Linked DNA regions of Rattus norvegicus: region 1 is linked to region 2. The links are chromatin contacts, called in public Hi-C maps. All regions are on one chromosome and are shown on one strand. The core of a region is the stretch at or near the end of the contact, and the rest is flanking DNA. Distances in the headings are between cores, read along the strand shown. Region 1 holds the start of Cstf3 (cleavage stimulation factor subunit 3). Region 2 overlaps D430041D05Rikl (RIKEN cDNA D430041D05 gene like).

What was found. A called contact is a pair of places that touch in the nucleus more often than the background predicts.
Region 1: a contact with region 2 is called in a Hi-C map of psoas muscle, with 2.1 times the contacts expected there. The contact joins the promoter of Cstf3 here to the enhancer-like site in region 2. A contact is called at or near these places in 6 of 12 Hi-C or Micro-C datasets (the A7r5 cell line, Schwann cells, frontal cortex and 3 more).

What each region holds. Positions count from the first base shown.
Region 1 is chr3:111,419,983-111,424,002 of GRCr8, forward strand. It overlaps Cstf3 (cleavage stimulation factor subunit 3), which reads left to right and starts at 1,309. Exons shown (of 17, transcript NM_001077672.1): 1 at 1,309-1,472. The coding sequence starts at 1,446.
Region 2 is chr3:110,967,429-110,971,114 of GRCr8, forward strand. It overlaps D430041D05Rikl (RIKEN cDNA D430041D05 gene like), which reads right to left. Exons shown (of 21, transcript NM_001419547.1): 21 at 1-20. Among named protein-coding and RNA genes, the nearest start is that of C3h11orf91, 30 kb to the left of the region's middle. Within about 2 kb of position 2,088, at least 2 of the 93 cell types and tissues checked have an H3K27ac peak or open chromatin away from gene starts, as enhancers often do.

The DNA.
Region 1 (4,020 bases), core at 59-2,558, 450 kb after region 2:
ATTAACAGCATCCTCTAGATGTTTTGATGAATACGCACACAGATGCACACATATATACATACATAAGCTATTTTATATTCTGCACTTTTTGGGCTTAATTTCGTGGATATCTTTAGAGTTATATATTTATCTTGTGTATGTCTATGCGTTTGTGAGTGCAGAAGTTTACATGCCATAGTGCATGTGTGGAGGTTAAAGAACAACTTTCTGGAGTCAGTTCTATCCTGTCAACTCATCGAATGCTAGTAGGATCAAACTCAGGCTTTTAGGACATCACAGCAAGCACCTCCATTCTTCGAACCACCCTGACTCATTGTGGATATTTTTATAAGTCAGTTACATCAGCAACAGTTTAAAAAATTGACTCTCCATTGTAAAAGACTTCTGAAATATTCAGACCTCCATTATCAAATGTTGCAGTGACTCCTAATATATGTACATGTGATTCACGCGACTGTTTGCTTAAAAGGTGAAATAGAAAGTTCATAGGCCCTTGTCGTCCTGGAGCCTTACAGGACTCGAACTCACAGAGATCCACCCTGCCTCTGTCCCCAGGGTGCTGTGATTTAAGGCCTAAGCCAAAAGAGAGGGTTTTTTTTTTTTTTTTTTTTTTTTTTAATTAAATCTCAGCTGCTGTTGTTATTCTTATCTTTAGGTAAGGAAACAGAGACAGAGAGAATGCAAATTGCCCAGGTTACTCTAGTGAGGTGAGAAGTCTGGGTACAAAGCAACATTTCGTACTATCCGTACTATCACCGCAATTTTGCAGACAAGAAACCATAGTGAGACGCTAAACTAAAATCCCGGGTCTGGTAGTGAACGGTGACAGCAAAAGTTAATACGAACTAGATTTGTTCCTCTCACCCCCAAGAAAAGAAAGTGTACAGAATGCCTTAGTAGACTCCTTATCCCCTAAACACGAGAGGTATTCACTAGCTCTCAACGCTGTTCCCTAAAATGGTCAGTTTGCCTGTACTGAGCGGATTGGCAGTCAGGCTTCAACGGGGAGGAGCCTGGCTCTGCAACTCAGTAATTAAATTCCAAGAAGCGCGGGAGCTCCCAGGCCAATCGGCTGGATCTTTCCGGCCGTCCTCAGAAATCTGGACAGCGGCGTCATCAGTTCCGGGCCGTGACGTTAGCTCACGCGCTGAGCCCGCCCCCTGGGATCGCTCTGCGCTTGTGCACCTCCAATAATCCGGGAGTTGAGCCTCAGCCCCGCCCATTGTCCCGGAAGTGAATACGGAAGCGACTCACACCCCCTCAGCCGGCTGGGGCGCAGCCATTTTAATTCATATCTGAGTGGGCGGTGGCGATTTTTGCGGCGGCTCTGGCTCCGAGGGACAAGGGGTAGCGTTACTGGTTTTGGTGGGGTTGTTTTTAGTTTAAAATTTTCCTTTCTAGCTTCCCATTGCCGGCCCGTGTGTACGTTGTAATCCTCTGAGGCCATGTCAGGAGACGCAGCCGCGGAGCAGGTGAGGAACGGGAGCGGTGGGGCCTCGTGGCGACTTCTCTCTCTGGCCTGTGGGTGCGAACACTCCAGCCCTGTTCGCGTGAGGAAGGGCCCTGGGGATCTAGTGAATCCCGGGGTCGGAAGCACAGCTCCTGAGGTCTCCCAGATTTTGACTTTTCTGTGGCGTTCACACGAAGTATTTGACTTAGACAATAGCTGAGACGTTGCTTCGCCCTGTTCGTTGCACTTTCTTCGGTCGGGACGGTTTATTTCATACCATTTTAGTGTTCCGGTAGTACCGGATTATTTTAACGTATATCTGCGTTGGCAATATTTCTCTCCTCTGCGCCCCAGTCTGCTGTCCCCAGAAATAAAAACTAAACCAATCTGGAAAATTCGGCCCCCGAGAGAGCGAAGGTTAAAAGTAGCAGTCCAGAAGTAGAGCATGGCTCTTCCGAGCTTTGGTGGAATTTTGCTTTCTTTCTCTCTCGTCAAGGAAAACGTTGTTTTTGCTTTTACGAGCACGCAAACATTGCAGAATTTGGTAAATTGAAAACTGGAAATGTGCTTTAGTCACTGTAGGTACCATCTGTTTGGATGGTAGATATGAATGATATCTAAGTATTTTACAAATTGGATTTTTAGATATGAGATCTCACCCTTTTACTGCTTGTTTGTTTATTTTGGATAGGGTTTTACTGAGTAGCCCTGACTAGGCAGGACCTTCTGACAGGCTTGCTTCCTTGGCCTCTAGTGCTAGGGTTATCTGGGAATACTGGCGTGCATCTTCATGTTGGGTTCTTTTGCTCTTTTATATCCTAAATTTTGTAGGCTAGTGTTTGCTTTTTATTGTAAAAAACAAAAATGACTATGAAAGATGTGTGTTTTGATCTTGATCCTAGTATATTTAGTTCTAAAAGAAAGGTGGTCCTACAAAGTTCTAAATTTCCTATTGCTATAGTAACGGAATACACTTGTATTTTTTTTCCTTTTCTTTTTTCCCCAAATCCCCACCTTATAAAGTAAAAATTATTGGAGGTTGATGGATGAGGTAAAATAGGACTGTATGTTAATGAAGTGTAGGTAAATTAGAACTTAATTACTTTGGGAAGTCTTGGCAGTGCTTTTGTATTTTATCTAATGTTAGGGTGCCCACGAATGCAATGTCTTTGAATTATTTTACTTACTAAAACTGTTTCTTTTACTCTGCTCTTCCAGGGCTGGCATTTTTATTTTCTGAAAGGAAGGAGTGGTGTTGAGGTTTCTTTGGATGTGTCTGGAATTCACTGTTTTACATAAATTTGTAAAGACAAAAATATTGCCGTGGTTTTGTTTTAGAACTGTGTGGGTTTTAGTTTTTGTTTTGGTCATACTATTCCACCCCAGGTAGAAATTGAACCTCGGGACCTTGTGCATGCTGGGAAGTACTCAACCGCTGAGTTCAAAGCCTTAATCACAACACAGTGTGCCATATTTCTATGAAAACAACTGTGATGAGACCTTATAAACCTTCATTCTCCAAACCCCTTTTATTTTGACAGTTGTCACTATGTAGTCCTGGCTGGCATGGAACTTGCTATGCTACATAGACCAGGCTGTCTTCGAATTCATGGAGGTCACCCACCTCTGCCTTGCTGAGTGCTAGGAGGAAAGATGGTACACCACCACATCTAGGAGGAAAGATGGTACACCACCACATCTAGGAGGAAAGATGGTACACCACCACATCTAGGAGGAAAGATGGTACACCACCACATCTAGGAGGAAAGATGGTACACCACCACATCTAGGAGGAAAGATGGTACACCACCACATCTAGAAGGAAAGATGGTACACCACCACATCTAGAAGGAAAGATGGTACACCACCACTTTTAGGAGGAAAGATGGTACACCACCACAATAGCCTTTGTAAGATTTAGTTACTCTGTGACTCAGGCAGGCCTTAGATGCAATCTTTCAGCCTCAGCACCTGTAACAGGTATTCCGCCTTTGAATTTTATTACACAGTTTATAACAAAAAAAAGTTGAAGGAAAAACTCATGAACACCCATTATAATTTTCACCAAATCCAACAATGGTTACAGGGTTTGTCGTATATATGTGGTATTGCATGTATGTGTTCATATACATATTTCTTGTGTATGGCAGTGCTGTGGCTTTAAAGGTAGGATCTTGCTCATATTAGGCAAGCTCTACTATTGACTATTGATATATTTTTTTCTCCATAACGCATTTCTTTGAAAGTTGACATATCAAACTTCATTCCAAACTATTTCAACATTCTCTTATGTAATGACATTAATTGTGTAACATTTCTGGCTGTCCTGGAACTCCATTGATAGATCAGGCTGACCTCCAACTCACAGAGATCTGCCTGCTTCTGCTTCCAGAGTGCTGAGATTAAAGGAACCCCTCCTGGCTTCTGTGTTATTTTTTTTTATGATAGGGTCTTGTACAAGTTTGAGGGCAGACTGGCTCAGTTTGTGGCTGATAATGACCTTGAACTTCTACTTCCCAAGTACTGGGATCATAGGTTCTTTCCAGTGCACTTGGCTTGATGATGTGTTT
Region 2 (3,686 bases), core at 838-3,337:
ATGTACCCAGGAAGAGGGACCTGAACAAGAGGTTGGGAGAGAAGAGAAGACTTAGGTTAGGAGGAAGCACAAGGCAAAAGATACACTCAATATCAGAAGCAGGAAGTAACTGAGGTCAAGAAAAGAGACTTAGAGTAGAACTGTAATCATGGGCTATAGCCATCCAAACCTGCAGTCAGTTTCTTTAGCAAACAGCTAGTAGCCTTGGATCCACTAAATATGATATCTGGATAAATTAAATAGATGTCTTTCAACCTTGCCAAAAACATTAAGAATATACCAGAGCTCACAGTTGAATGATCACAGCTTTCTTTTTAGTATAAGCACAACTGAGTAAACAGAAGTGCTGTAGTTTTTACTAATAACAATGGCTAATATCCATTGAGCCCTAATGGTTTTCACACAGTATCTCATTTAGTTCTGCAAGCAGCAATCTGCTAGTAGGCGTCGTTATCCTCGTTTCATAGGTGACAACAATGAAGCAAAGGACATGGCCATCTAAGGAAGCGGCCACTATGCCACAAAGACATGCTGTACACAGGTGTACCTGGCCCCAAGCACAGAGAATTAATTCGTGCACTACAGTGTTTTTGATATGGGTTCACTATCACACTGTTGAAAAAAATAAACAAAACTCCTTTCATTGCAAGTGGAGACACATCATTCTTTACCTAACCGTATGGAAATCTCTGAGTGAGGCAAACAAAAGATGTCGAATCCTGGAATGTCTTGCCCACAGAAATAGTACCTTATGTGGAATGGTCTACAAAGACCTTCACATCCCCGGATGCTGGCTGGAACACTGGATAAATGAGTACAGAGGACACAGCGGGGCATGCTGTGCACAGTGCCATGGGGCAGGCACAGAAAACGTGCAAGGAAAATGTTTCTGGGTTCAAGAGGCTGGGTAGGAAGGCCAGACAGATGGGAAAACAAGAGCAAAAGGGGTACAGAGGTGAGGGGTGGGCTGAGTGGGAATTATGTCCCTAAGGTGTCCTATCTAAAAGCAAGTGAATGCTAGTCCACAGAGCTTCTTTAAAGCATCTACCCACTGCCTTGGACACACTTGTGAGAAGTAAAGGCTGGATCTCTGTCGTGGGCCTGATGACCACTCAGGCATCATGTGCACCACGTGCTGTCCCACTCACGGTGCAGCATGCTGGCCTTAGTGGTCTCCACAGATGTCTCCTGACTTCCGGGATTACAGACATGCACCACCATAGCTGGCCTCCTTCCCCATTAACAAACATGCTCATCTGGGGTCACTGAAGAGGACGGAACATGATAGCTGTCTTAATCTCTTCAGCCTACTCTAACGAAACATCACCGGCTAGGGAACTTGTAAAGAACAGTTACTTCATATACTCAGGAAGGCTGGGGACTCCAGTGTCTGGTGAGAGGCTTCTTTCTTAACTACTGCCTTTTCCTGTCACCCACATGACAGAAGCAGCAGGCAGCTATATGGAGACTTCCTCTATAAGAACATTTATCCTGTTCTCAAGTGTCTCTCCTCACAAACCAACCACCTCCCCAAGACCTACCTACTAAAGACATCATCATGGCATTGTGGAATTTAGAACAAGAATCACGAAGAGGACGCAAACATTCAGACATTTTGGATAGGGGAGTACACGGCAGGAGGCTGGCTACTCTGACGGTCCCTCTTTAGAGGGTAGGTTTCTGAGACCATGGGCTGGGAAGCCTTCATGGGTGTCAGCAGAAGAGAAGCCAAGGTCTGGGTGGATCTGGCAGAAATGGGCTCTGAGGCTGCTTCAGTGGCCCAGGTGAGGCCAAGAGGACCCACTCAAAGGAAATAATTGCACTGATGCCTTAAGTTTGAGTTTGGGATTTAAATTTCACCACAGGGACTTTGTAAATAAATAAAAAGGGAGTCTCTGCACACATGGACTGGAAGGTTGTCCCCACACTATGGAGGGAGTCCAGGTTTGGACTGTCCCACTTATCCAGCCACAAGAGCTAAGAATATATGGGTGACTGGAACTGACCAAGTACCAAGGTCAGAATACAGGAAGTCTTTAAGGTCACAGCTCAAGTTTCCATTCTTTCTGGGACTTTTCCCAGCCTGACACCAGCCAAGTGTTTCCATGTAGTTCTCTGGTGTGGTGGACATTCCTCCTGGGGCCATCACCACCTGTCTCAGTCCATCAGTTTTGTGAAGGCAGGCTCCTTCCACCCCCCCAACTTTCTCTCTGCTTGTCCCATGCTCACAATTAAGCCTAGTATAATTCTCCCAGAGCCTGGGGTTCTAGGCACAGTTAAGAAATCACCGAAGGGTGGCCAGTAGGTGCCAAATGTGTGGGGAGGAAGCTGCTAACATTTCACATTTAGCTAACTGCATGAACCAGAGTACAGAGAGTCAATACACAACCCCTTCTGTGACATCAAGCCTTCATGCTAGTGGTTAGAATCAGCAAGGGACAGCCCAACTGGAGTGGTCTCAGGAATGGAGAAGATGAGAAACTAAGCTTTTTGTAGGCTAGCATTATTACGCTTTGCTGTCCGAAATCCAGGACAGCAAATACTACTCCTTGACAGACGTCATCAATCGATCACAGCACAAGCTCCTGTTAAGCCTATGTTGTGATTCTGAATGTAAACTGTACTTCACAGGCTTGTGTATTCGAACTTGATCTTCAGCTAGTGGTGATTTTTCAGAAGGTTCTAAAATCTTTTAGAGGTGGGAGAAGGAATAGAGAACATTCATTTCAGAAATACTCTCTATGCAATGTGGCAAGTAGTTTTATATTTTAGAAACCAAAGATGTAAGCTTTGGTCAATAGGAAGGTTTATACACATAGGATCAACAACAGTTGAAACTTGATGTAACTACCTGCTGCAGGGTATGATGATCCCAGGGCTTTGGACAAAGATATTGCCAGAGTTCAGTGTCAAGGTGTTTCCCAATGCTAGGAATGTATTCCAAAGCATGCAGAGGCCAATGCTGAGAGTGACCAAAGCATGCAGGGACTGTGGAGTTCAGCTGGGGGAGTAGCCTTCCCAGTCTATACCAGGTGAGCTTAGGAACCAAGGACAGCATAGGTGGCTCTGCTTTTGTATCTTTTTATTTTTTTGCATGGCCACGTCTGGTAACTCCAAAGGCAGTTCTCACATTCCTATATAGATTGAAGGGAATTCTTGTGTCACATTCCTGTGTGGATTGAAGGGAGATATCAAATGACCAGGACAAACAAAGCCTTAGGTAGAAGTCAAGCAGGAAGTCTTGGGATCTACCATACAGTGGTTTCAGGGTTCCTGAGGCTTCATTTGCTGACATTTGATCTAAACTTTTATAGAATGTGACAACTGAGAGAAACAAGTTAATAAACACTTCAAAGTGAATTACGACCCTGGTCTTCGCTCTTTTCTAGATGCGTGGCCTTACATGCTATATATCACACGACTAAAGCCTCAGTTTCCTTACCTGCAAAATGGGAGTAGTCATGGGGATCACAAAACTCACTTGATCAAACTGTCGTGAAGATTAAACAGGACAGTATAATGAAACATCTAACATGGGGTCTGACAGAAGAACACTAAACACATGGTAGTTACTACTGTAAAACTTACTTGGTTGAAGCCACCCTGTTAGGAAGAGGTTGAATGCATACCAGAAGACAAGTTCAGACTCCTCCATCAGAGGTCACATGCCTTACCACACAACCTCT